Regions from separate parts of the Rattus norvegicus genome. Here region 2 is linked to region 1. A link is a contact called in public Hi-C data. All regions are on one chromosome and are shown on one strand. Each heading gives the region's core, a stretch centred on a gene start, on an enhancer-like site or on the middle of the called end of the contact. The rest is flanking DNA. Distances are from core to core; before and after follow the strand shown. Region 1 overlaps Sema3e (semaphorin 3E). Region 2 holds the start of Sema3e (semaphorin 3E).

Evidence for each region. A called contact is a pair of places that touch in the nucleus more often than the background predicts.
Region 2: a Hi-C map of the A7r5 cell line shows a contact between it and region 1, with 1.8 times the contacts expected there. The contact joins the promoter of Sema3e here to the enhancer-like site in region 1. A contact is called at or near these places in 2 of 12 Hi-C or Micro-C datasets (the A7r5 cell line and mammary epithelial cells).

Annotation. Positions count from the first base shown.
Region 1 is chr4:21,458,089-21,464,152 of GRCr8, reverse strand. The region is part of intron 1 of Sema3e (semaphorin 3E); the gene reads left to right. Among named protein-coding and RNA genes, the nearest start is that of Sema3e, 49 kb to the left of the region's middle. Within about 2 kb of position 4,497, at least 5 of the 93 cell types and tissues checked have an H3K27ac peak or open chromatin away from gene starts, as enhancers often do. A contact at or near this core is called in the A7r5 cell line, where this site is marked.
Region 2 is chr4:21,508,616-21,514,981 of GRCr8, reverse strand. Sema3e (semaphorin 3E) reads left to right here and starts at 4,608. Exons shown (of 17, transcript NM_001106579.1): 1 at 4,608-5,320. The coding sequence starts at 5,206.

The DNA.
Region 1 (6,064 bases), core at 3,248-5,747:
ACTAAGGAAACCGTGTATTTGTCATTTGTTTTCCTTTCTCTCTCTTCATAAGTCTCTGACCCTTTAACTTGAATATAGCAATTTCAGAGCTCAAGGAAACCTGGACTCTGTATTTATGTTGTTGACTATAGAGATTACTTCCTTTGCTGGAGCATGGTGGGTAATGACAGGCCGTACACAAGAAAACGGAAATCTGTAGATTTTTATTATAATGTTTAGAGGGAGATAAGTTTACTTAAAACAACCTCTATTATAGCCCTTTCTTTTTCTTGCCCTTTGTATGAGGAAGGGTAGTACTGATTAAAATAGCATGCCAAACCACTTGGGTTGCTCTAAAATGATATAGACCTGATATATTATAGCAACATCACAAACAGAAAAGACATTCACCATTCTCAGAATCTGTGGTTTTAAGGTCCCAAACTCATCTGACATCTGATAAAAGTATGCAGATTCTCCTGAGGAAGAGAGACCTTAGGTTATACATAACATTTGGCAGTAGGCAGTGAGGGCTTCAAGACCCTCAGATGTCCTTCAAAGCTACTGCTAGAATCATAACTTCTATTTTGGATCAAAATCATTGTTTCAGAGATAATAAGATGATACAATAAGATAGATTTGAGGACAGAAGAAAGAAATACAAATTATCTCTACAATGTAATGTGTGTATCTATTTGAATAAATATATGTAATAATACATTTACCTTTTTAATGTATATAAATTGTGATCAGGTAATCCAGCCTCTGCCTGTCAATTTTACAGAAATCGTTACTCCTTATGACAGTACTATGGGATGGAATTTAAGGTGATGTCATGATGGATGTCTTATTTATATCTACAAAGATTCTTCCCCTAAAAGGTTGCCTTCATATGCTTTAGTACATGAAAAATGTGTTAGGGGAGGTATGTCATTTAATACATTATTATCACCATTTATGGATCAATTGCTAGTAGCAAGACATTGATTGTATAATTTCCATATATTTAAAAAAACTCTTAATAGCTCTAGTTAATGGTAGAGTTCTTGTTCATCCTGTGTTCATAACTATTTGAATATGAAGAAATCTCAAAATAGATATCCCCTAGAAGACTATCGATTATTGAGCTAGAACAAATATCAGCACAATTACCAGGAAAAAAATATATATATATATATATATGCCCTCAACATGTATTGAGTATCCTATACAGTAACAAACTTGGAGGGTTCATTAGTTTAAAAGAAGATAAATGCTGGATATATCATCATGGACTGTGTATTGCAGGGACAAAGAAACTACAAAGAAAAGACATATCTGAAATGAAATGTAGTTCTGGATAGTACAGTGAAAGCTATGGAGGATTTGTGGAGAAGAGCCTTGTGTAATTGTGCTCATCAGAGAAGATTACTCTGTGAGTAGAGCATTGTAGCAGAGACGTAAACAAGGAGAAAGACTTAACTAAGAGAAAAGGAAGAGATCAGTGATGAATAAGGGAAAAACATGCCCGTGTGGCCCAGTTCCAGAAACTATTTAACATTTGCAGAGAACTAAAAACAATGTTCAGTTCAGGAGCATCAGATAATATGATATTAGATAAGCAGTGAGGAATATTGTCAGGTATACTAGAAATGCAAAAGAGATCTCACTTAGTTCTTCTTGGAAACAATGTGTATGCTGTTTTATGAAGAGCGGATGGGAGAGTGGCCAGATAGGAAGAAGAACAAAAAAAAGAGATGATGAGAAACTGAATGTATTTCAGTAATCTAATTCACTTAACATGCCCTGACACCTATCTATGAAAAATGCATTGTATATCAAACTATAGGAACTGGTGACTACGTATGGTTTCTTTGGGAATTGATGTTGACATCACCCTCATGGCTAAGTATGTTGAACATTTTAAGTGTTTCTCAGCCATTTGAGATTCTTCTAATAAGAATTATTTGTTTAGATCTGTACCCTATTTTTAAGATTGGCTTACTGGGTTTCTTGAATTCTTTGTATTCTCTGGATATTAGTCCTCTATCAGATGTTGCGTTGGTAAAAATAATTTTCTATTCTGAGGGCTGATGTTTTGTTCAGTTGATGGTGTACCTTGCCTTACAGAAGCTTTTCAGTTTCATGGGGTTCCATTTATTAATTGCAGATCTTTGTGCTTGTGATATTGGTATTCTGCTCAGGAATTTGCCTCCTGTGCCAATGTGTTCAATGCTATTTCCCACTTTTTCTTCTATCATGCTTATTGTATCTGGTTTTGTTTTGAGGTTGTTGATCCATTTGGATTTGAGTTTTCTGCAGGGCGATAAACATGGATCTATTTGTGTTCTTCCACATGGTGACAACCAGTTAGACCAACAGCATTTGTTGAAGATGTTTTCCTTTGTCCATTGCATACTTTTGGCTCCTTTATTAAAAGTTAGGTACCCATAGGTATTTGGATTTATGCTCAAGTCTTCAATTCAGTTTCATCGATCAACTTGTCTGTTTTTATGCCAATACCATATGGTTTTATTACTATATCTCTACAGTAAAGCCTAAAATCAGTGATGGGGATATCACCAGCAGTTCCATTATTGTCCAGGATTGTTTTCGCTATCCTGGGTTTTTTGTTTTTCCTTATGAAGTTGTCCATATCAAATGCTCTTTCAAGTTCTGTAGTTCAAGAGTTGTGTTGGCATTTGGATGGGAATTGCATTAAATCTGTAGATTGCTTTTGGTAAGATGGTCACTTTTACTGTGTTAATCCTACCGATCAATGAACATAGGATATCTTTCCATCTTCTGATATCTTCTTCAATTTTTCTCTTCAAAGACATGAAATTATTCTCATACAAGTCTTTTAGTTTCCTGGCTAGAGTCTCTACAAGGTATTATATTATTTGTGGCTAATATGAAGGCTGTTGTTCGGTTGCTTTCTTGTTTTTATTCTCATCACATTTGTCATCGGTATATGGGGGGGTCACTATTCTTTTTTATTTTTTAGTTAATCTTTCCAGCAATAAGTGGTGAAGGAGTTTATCAGTTCAAGGAGTTTACCAGTTGTAGAAGTTCTTTGGTAGGAATTTGGGGGTTACTTCTGTATACTAGGATAGCAATAATTTGACTCCTTCCTTTCCAATTTGTATTGCCTTGATCTTCTTTAGTCATCTTACTGCTCTAGAAAAAGTGAAACCCTGTGTGGACAAACAAACGCAACCAACCAACCAAACAACCACCTAAGGAAGGAAAAAGAAAGAAAGGAAGAAAAGAATAAAGAAAAGGGAACCCGTATTACCATCGAATACTTGATTTACGGTCTTTCCCCTCTGCTTTAGCTATGCTGTAATATTCAGGGCCTGCTGTGGTAAAAAAGGTGGCCTCTAGTGGAGACATTCTGTCCTGGTTGTTATTGTGTTCTTAAGCTGGTGTCTAGCATCTGACTCTCAGGCAATTATAGGTCTAGATTTTGATTTCTGCATTTATCTTTGTTGGGTAGGTATTTTCTTCCTTGGTTTCTGCTTCCTCTGAATATTCAGGGAGTGAGATTGTTGCTCATTGCTTGTTTTAGTAGCCGGGTATGTTCACACGGAATGCCTGCTTGTGTTGCTGTGCTAGGGGCTAGCCTGGGGGGATTTGGTCTAGAACAGTGAGAGCAGAGAAGGTAGTGGGCAGGCTACCTGGTCTTCTAATTGGAGTGGTCTGTGGTTGAGCAGGGGTGTCTTTTTGAGGTTCGGACTGGGACATATTGAACAGTGTGGGAGGGAGACCCAGAGAGATATACAGGAGACATAGGCATGGGGTGGGGAGCCACAGCTAGTGATTTGTTGCAGTTCGGGAGGAGACTGAGGGATTGGGTGTAGGAAAACAAAGAGATTATAGAAGGTCTGTGCACAGCCCAGTTAGTTTTCTGGCAGGTGTGACCTCTTGTTGACAAGGGCTTCTGATTGAGTTGGGGGCTGGGAGTTAAGTAGGGTATACATACATGAATGAGATTCATAGTAGATGTGAGCAAGGAGGAAGGAAGGCTGCAGCCAGTCTTCTGTTGCAGAACTAGGACCAAATATGAGAAATTAGGTCTAGGGGATCAGAAAAAGTGAATTAGGTCCAAGGGCAGCTAACTTGCTTATAACAGGCAGTCATTGCCTGTGTCACGAAGTCCTTAAGTTGGTTTTAAAACAAAAATCAGAGATAGGAAAGTCCAAGAGCCTTCCTACATTCTAGTATGTCTTTGTACATATTACTAGGGAAGACTCAACAATATGAATAAACCCTTTATATAATTTCCAAATCTACGATTCAAGCTCCCTTCCTAAATCTGATTCTCCTAACACAAGTGCCTTTGCTGTAGTAAGAAGACAACACAACAAACGGCATATCTCTTCTCGGAGGTCTCCTTAGAGCATTGAGGAGATTTCACAAGAATAAGCCTGCAAAATTTCTTTACTATTTCCTAGTCTAACATGCCAAACTTTAGGTGAGTCACTGAAAAGGATGGCATTGACAAGGTAGTCAGAAGTAGACATTTGACTGCAGAGCTTGGAATGCAATGCAGTGACTCAGCGAACTTGGGGAGACGCAGGACAGGGTGAATATGGCTGACAGAATGCAGGTCCTGGCACCAGGCAACATCTTCCTTCTTGTGTGTTTGTCCTTGGGTCTTCACCCTAGTACTGCTTTTTGTCTATCAGAGATGAGCCATTTTTCAATATCCATGAACAAACGGAATTCCAAAGATTATATAGCTGAAGGTTTTAAAAAATGCATCACACTAACAGTATGTAGCCTTGCAAATGAGCTAAGACCATATAAATATTGCATATAAGTACTGTTGACTTAATTAAATGGTAATAAATGTTTAATCATATTCTAATGTCGAGATCAGAGAAATTATTATTTTCTGATTAATTTAGAATTAATTTCTATATTAATGTAGTTATGTCAGAAAAGGAAGTCGTCACAAGGAAAGGGTAATTTTCTTTTTAATGTAACTGTACCTATAGACATTGAAACTAAAATTAAGATATCTTATTTTGCATTACTTATCTTCCAGTGTGTGTATATTCATGTGTACAGGTATCCTAACATCATCTAATGAAGCAGAATTCTTATCATTGAAAGATATGGTTGAATGTTGTTTTGGTGTATTGTGCTGGCAAGATCTGGTAGAATTGACACATTGTATCCAGCAGTGATAGGCAGCATAAGGGGCTATAATTTGCATCTAAGGTATTATGCTTCCAAATCCATCTTTAAAACCACAGACTTTATTCCTTTATTAAGTTGTATCTACTGATTTTTATTATTTGTGTATATAATCTTACTTAGATGCCTGATTTTAACCCATTGTTTAAAATTAAACTTTACTGTTTCATTTACTGTTTCTGTTTTTTATCCTTTAGCATTTGAAAAGGATATTTGCATTTATGATTAAAAACGGAAATGCTATTCTTTGTACTCCTGGACCATTAAGGGTTCTTTAGAAAGTAATAATTCCTTACAGACTTCCTTCTAACAAGTCAGCATTCTTTAGATTTGAATTCTCTTCCTTTTCTTAGCACATCAAGAATAATAATATTGGGTCTGTGTAGTTAATTTAATTACTTTCCACTTTGAAATGGCAATAGGATTTCCTACTATGGTGGGAGTCCTCCAACCATTGCCATTGATAAGCACGGGTCACAAAGTTTGTGAATGAAATAGAAGCATGCCAGCTCATGTCCAGCCACACACGGTAGCAGATGACATCACGCGGAGTTTCAGTGCATTGCCTGAGCTTTCTACTCCAGTAGCAGCATGATGATCAGTGGGCTAACTCATCATCCTTCTCCAGCTCTAGCTCATTGCTTGCAGTGGTCTGAAGATGTAATATCATTTTATATCTTTATTGTTTTTTAAAAGAATTTTATTTATTTTCTTTTTATGAGTACACTGTAGCTGTCTTCAGACACACCAGAAGAGTGCATCAGATCCCATTAAATGGTTGCAAGCCACCATGTGGTTGCTGGGATTTGAACTTAGGACCTCTGGAAGAGCAGTCAGTGCTTTTAACCACTGAGCCATCTCTCTAGCCCTGTCATTTTATAACTTATTTGCACTTAGGTAT
Region 2 (6,366 bases), core at 3,359-5,858, 51 kb before region 1:
TGTCCTTCATATGTGAAGGAAGAAAGATGAGAAATTTCTGGTTCTATTGACAAAGTATAGTCTCCCAAGGTGCACAATATACTTTTTAATTTTTTTAAAAGATTTATTTATTTATTACATGTATATGATTACACTGTAGCTGTCTTCAGACACACCAGAAGAGGGCATCAGTTCCCATTACAGATGTTGTGAGCCACTATGTGGTTGCTGGGGGTTGAATTCAGCACCTCTGGAAGAGCAGCCACTGTTCTTAACTGTTGAGCCATCTCTCCAGCCCCACAACATACTTTTAAACTGTGCAGACACACATGCTCTCAGCTTGTATTTTGTTTGGCCTATATTTTGAACATCTTAGTAGCTCATCAATGCTATGAGGTAATTGTTTCATTTTATATAAAGTTGTTGGATTTTAATTACTTATGCTATAAAAATAAAAATGACTAGTGAAGCATCCTGACGTCTAATGCTTAGATAATACTGGTGAGAGGATTTCCTAAACCAAATTCAAAGTCTGAGTATAACATAGGAATCTGTCAACAGATATTCCACATGATTCACAAGATGGGCAACCACTATCTCAGTGAAGGATTGTGTGAAAGTCCAGGTGCTTTTCTGCTCATAAGACTGGGATCCAGTGATTGACCTGTCTATACCAACACACTTTGGAGGGAACTGGAATGTCTGATCTTTATTCCCCCAACTTTACCCCTTATATCTAGTTTGAAGTTGTTCTTCATATAATAAGATTAATATTGCCAGGTGGTGGTGGCTTATCCTTTAATCTTAACGCAGAGGAAACAAAGGCAAGCAGATCTCTGACTTCAGTCTGATTAGACTACAGACTAATTCTATGACAGACAAGGCTACACAAAGAAATTTTGTAAAGAAACAAAAACAAGGGGCTGGAGAGATGGCTCAGTGGTTAAGAGCACTGACTGCTCTTCCAGTGGTCCTGAGTTCAATTCCCAGCAACCACATGGTGGCTCACAACCATCTGAAATGGGATCTGGTGTCCTCTTCTGGTGTGTCTGAAGACAGCAACAGTGTGCTCATATACATTAAATAAATAAATGTTAAAAAAAAACAAAAACCAAAACCAAAACAAACAGAAAACCCCCAAAATTAAACAAAGAAAAAACAAGCCAAAAATCCAACCAACAAACCAACCAAACAAAAAACGAGATTACCACCAGTGTCAGATTTAGAATGAGACATTATGTTTGACAAGAATAACTTTATTACTGGCATTGTTTACCTGTAGCAACATGGCTGCTCTGGCAAGGAATTACATCCAAATATCTTCTCTGTCTGGGTGATCTGCCTGAAAAACACATTTTTAATCCCTCTGTTTGAATATAAACAAATCCTTAGTACACACCTTGAATCCCAAACAATGAAGATAAAGTTAGTTTGAAGAAGGATGCATCCATGTTTGAAATCAATGTCTACCTCAGGGGCAGACAAAGTGATGAATCAGAGAAAGAATTGACAGAATGAGTCAGAGAAGGTATTGCAGAAAATCTTAAAAATATCCATAGATCCTCGCTAGCCAGGATCATCCAGCCATATGGCTTTAGCAAGGCAAATTCATCTCAGAGGCAGCTGGTTCTAGGGCACCACGGCATGCTTCTTCTAGCTATTCTCTGGTCCCAGCAGCAGCGCTCTCCTGACTCTCTGCTGCCTAACTCTGCTCACATTCCCAGCATCTGCCCCCTAATGCTTATAGTATCAACTCCTTGCAACCCCTTAAAATCAAGACTCAAATAACTTATATTTAGCAATCAGATTTATATCTTAAATTCTCTTTCCACAAAATGTCTATACAATAAACTCACAACTATTGATAATGATATAAACTGCCCACCTAGATAAGATAAATTTACCTATAAAAATCCACCCTGTAAGAAATATTCATAACTACCTGTGGTCCTTTGAGTCCACAAGGATTTGGGTTGTCCTTCTCTGCCTCCATCGTGGTTCTTCCCCTTTCTCTCTCTCTCCCCTTACAAAAACTCTATCCCTGCCCTACTGTCTCACTGCCAAATCACAGGCCCTGCCTCACCTGCCTAAAGACAACAATTCACAGATAGGATATACTCAATTCTTATCAGGAAAGCACAGGAAAGAGAAGGTATTTAAGAGCAGCACAGGAAGAAGGGTGAGTCAGTGCGGTGACTACAGAGCAATGGAATTGAGATCATTCATGCAGTTGAGTGAAGGTCAACAGAGGCAGTTGAAGCCAGAGAATGAGAAGGAGCCAAAAGATTAGAACAAATTGCCAGAGTTAATCTGAGGCTAAGCAGAGCAATTCAGTAAGAAGCTGAGAGAAGCCAGACTGAATCAATCAGTTTGGAGAGGAGTCTGAGCCAGAACAGCCAGATTGAGACAGTTACCCAGAGTTCAGGATGAACTAGAAAGGGTAAGCTCATTCAGCAGCAAGCTTCCAAGACAGCAACTACGTCAGGTTAATAAAAGATGTATTTTGCAGTTACCCATTTTATTCTCCCACATGTTTATACAGCCCAGACTGACAACCTGTAGCATCCCAAATCAAACATGGAATCATCAGATATTTCTGTTTATCCAAAATACCCACAATTCACAGGGATACTTTACTTACTGTTGAATTTATTTTAATTTTTCAATTTCAAATTATCCACAGTACTTGGGATTCTTCCTAAGTATTGTGCCTTTCATGTCCTGATATGTCTATATTATTCTTGGATTATACATAATTACTTTAAAAAAAAATCCACTGCCCAAAATGTCATCCTGAAATGAGAATATGAATGGCAAACCCACTTCTGACTTTTTATTTTCTGAAACTAATTATTCTTAGTTTCTTTCAAAAAAGTGAATGGCCAATTTTGTCTCAAAGACTATTCCAAAGGATTGTCTGAAAACACATGGTGGAAGCTGGAGTTTCAAGAGTACTGAATGTTTAGTTTAACAGTCATTTCAATTATTAATTTATTTCACATTATCTGTATGCTTTCTATAAAACACACACGGAAAGGTAAAAGGCCATAGAAAGGACTAGAAGGAATGCACAATACAAACATGAGAAGAACAAAACAGAGCATATTTTGTGGTGTTCAAAAAAAATGGATTACTGTGGTAAATGTTTTGAAATTGCCTCATCCTTACTTTGAGGAAGTAAGAAATATCAGCATCAATAATATTTATTCTCCCATTTACTTTGAGTCTTAATGAGATGGCTGTGATGGTCTTGCTTTAACTCTATAGCAGACACAGAATAGACACTGAGATGTTAGGTAGATGTCAGTTGAATAAGGGTATTAATTTTAGTAAGTAATGCACAGACCCTACATTTAATTTCCCTGCCCTTAGATAATGCTGAAAAAGCTATCTGTGCTCTTGTTACTTGGATTCTGGAACAGAGTGAGATGATTGTGAAGTTACAGCATGTCCCAGTTATGTCTGTAGCTAATCTGCCTGGCTTTTAAACTATGCAAGTGCCTAGGAAGACCACCCCGCGTTAGAAGTCTCTACATTATGTTGTTTCAGTGGTAAGTACTGTCTAGTGTTTGTTATCTTCTGTGAACCTTGCAAATCTAATTATTTATAATCTTTCTCGACATTTACCTTTTGTTAAATATACTCTGCTTGTATAAGGACATGATATCCTTTAAACATGGGTAAAGAATGCCTGGTTGGACTTCTTGCTTATATACAACGTAGGATATTGCAATGACCTAATTTATGTTTTCGTTATAATCACATGATTTTAGGCACATAATTCTGACAACCTGCCCACAGCCATTGCTATATGTAATAAAGAATAAGAGGGAAGTCATCGTAGCTGATATCGTTTGTTTACCATTCAACTCTCAGCTGTCAGACCAAACAGCGATTGCAGTTTATTGCTGTCTTGAAATAATACAACTCGTTTCCATGCCAGCAGCTCTAGAATGGTTGGTTTAGTTTTTGGAGCGGATTGAAAGTAGATTGAAAAGCTGACCTATTGTGTTAAGTTTATTTACACAAACACGGCGTTATGAAAATAAACTCTGAGAGTACACAACACTGACTTCCCAGGTATTTCAAGTTCATTAGCCACCAGGTAGAGAATTTCAACTTCACCCACAGACACCTCATTCAGAAGACCAACACCTTGACCTTTAATCTTTCTTAAATGTGAGGGGAGATATACATTTTTGCTTTGGGAAAGTGAATCTACGGCAGATGTTTTTTTTCATACCAACCCATTTTTGAAACGATGGAAAAATGACATTCCCTCTTCCGCACCCCCAGGCTCTTGAAATATGCACTTTCCTCAAAAGAGTCAAAAGTAACATTCGTAAGATGGAAAATACAGAAAACTTGAATTGTGTGGAAACAGTGAACAAATTAATTTGGCTCCTGGAGAGTGGCAGATTTAGACCGTGGTTTTATTCAAAGATCACTCTTGGTGAATGAGCATTTCAACGTCCTTCCCGAGGCCACGTCTCAGCCTTTCACAAGCTCAAATAATCGGAGTATCCTGCAGGTCTTCCTGGCCCCGCCCCGTCAGGGTGAGGACCTGTCTCCCTAGGCTGGCGGGCGGGTCAGAGCCCGGGAGATGCGGCGAGGCACGTGGGCTGGAGACACTTCCTAGAAACGCGCACGGGCTCAACCCTGCCTGAACTTTCCTGTAAACAGAGCGCTGACAGGCGGCATCCCCACTGGGTGGATCCCGCGCTCCTGGCGCAAGTGGCACTTCTTGCTTTTAATTATCGAGAGGAGAGGCGAATACGAACTAGCTGCACGGCAAGTCAGTGCAGGAGGCTGACTTCTGCGAGGCTTGCGGGGAGGCTGGGGGAAGAGCTGGGGGAGGCTGCTGCTCTGCTCCGGCTGTTTTCTCAATGAATAGCTGGCGGGGAGACTGAAGCTAGCCACAGCCTCCTCCTCACTCCGCGGCTGGGTGACGGCGACAGCTCCAGCCGGGACCTGGCTCTCAAGACGCGCTCCTTGGAATGTCCTCTTGCTCTGCGCTTCTAACCCACGGGTCCCCAGGACAGAAAGGCTTTCCGGATCCAAATATTGGTCGGCAAATGGTACTTGGGAATGGTATTTTCTGATGACAACCCCTTCTGTTTGTGACAAAGCCTGTCGCCCGCAGTTGCCCCTGAAGAGAAGTACGAAGTAAAACTCAGTCCTGCCTTAAAGTGTGGCTGAGGGACCAGAGGAGAGTCAGCACGCACCATGGCACCGACCGGACACATCCTCACCTTGCTGCTCTGGGGTCACCTGCTGGAGCTCTGGACCCCAGGTTACACTGCGAACCCCTCCTATCCCAGGCTACGACTGTCTCATAAAGGTAGGTTACCTTTCCTTATCCTTTTGTTAGGAAAATGCCCAAATAGAAAGTCACTTAACATAGGTCCACGATCCCCACCCCCAAGACCCCCAAAGCGCACCTGAAACATATTGCGACACTTCACCCAGGATTGTAAGCACCTCTAGTTAACATATCCTACCTCATCTGGGAAAAGTGTTACATCGCATGCCAACTTGGAGGTGTTATTTTTGCCCTAGAAATATCAGATATTATTCTGGAGAAGTTCACTCACCACTGTGCAGAACTGAGAAGGTGGGGCGCAATTGCTCAAAGCTGGAAAGGCTAAGTCCACCAAGGGAGCTGTAGGGATTGAAACACCACTACTTGCATTATGGCAGGTATATGGGACCGGCTTTAAAAGTAGAGGCACACTTTGTTGTTACTGCCACCGTTGTTCTTGGATGTTTTGATTGTTTCCTTTATAATGAGATTGAGAGGAGAAAAGAAAATTCCTGAGGAATAAATGATATCCCCGTGTAATTTAAATGACTAGCAAATAATAGAAATTAGCCTTCACGCTGAGTTGGTTATTAGAATATTTTAATGTGTGGCCAAATAAAGTAGTTTTCTGGCAATCATGGTAAATTGACTTATAATGATTAAATATTGCTATGCACTAGCTATTTCTTAAGTGTGCATTCATGTATTTTTACTGAATGTCTGGCAGAGTGTTTGTTTTATTCTATGCACAGCTACATCATATTCATAAATAAATGATCAAAAGATAGGTTTTGCATCAGGAGCAGTCAAAACCAATCATGAGTCTTCCTGTCACCAAACAAATAAAGAGCAAGACCTGTTTTAAGAGGAAGTGATTTTGTTGACTTAAAAGGAATTTGGAATAAATTATTGGGAATGAAGTATTCATTGCCACCACCAATTAAGGCAGAGAACAGATGCAATAATAAGGATTACATAAGAGCCATTTTATTCAACCGAGTAAGCTTTTAAATTGTCTTTCACTACGGAAAGAAGAGAACCTGCGTTTTTGAATACAAGACAGACTATTTAGCAGAGGATGGAAC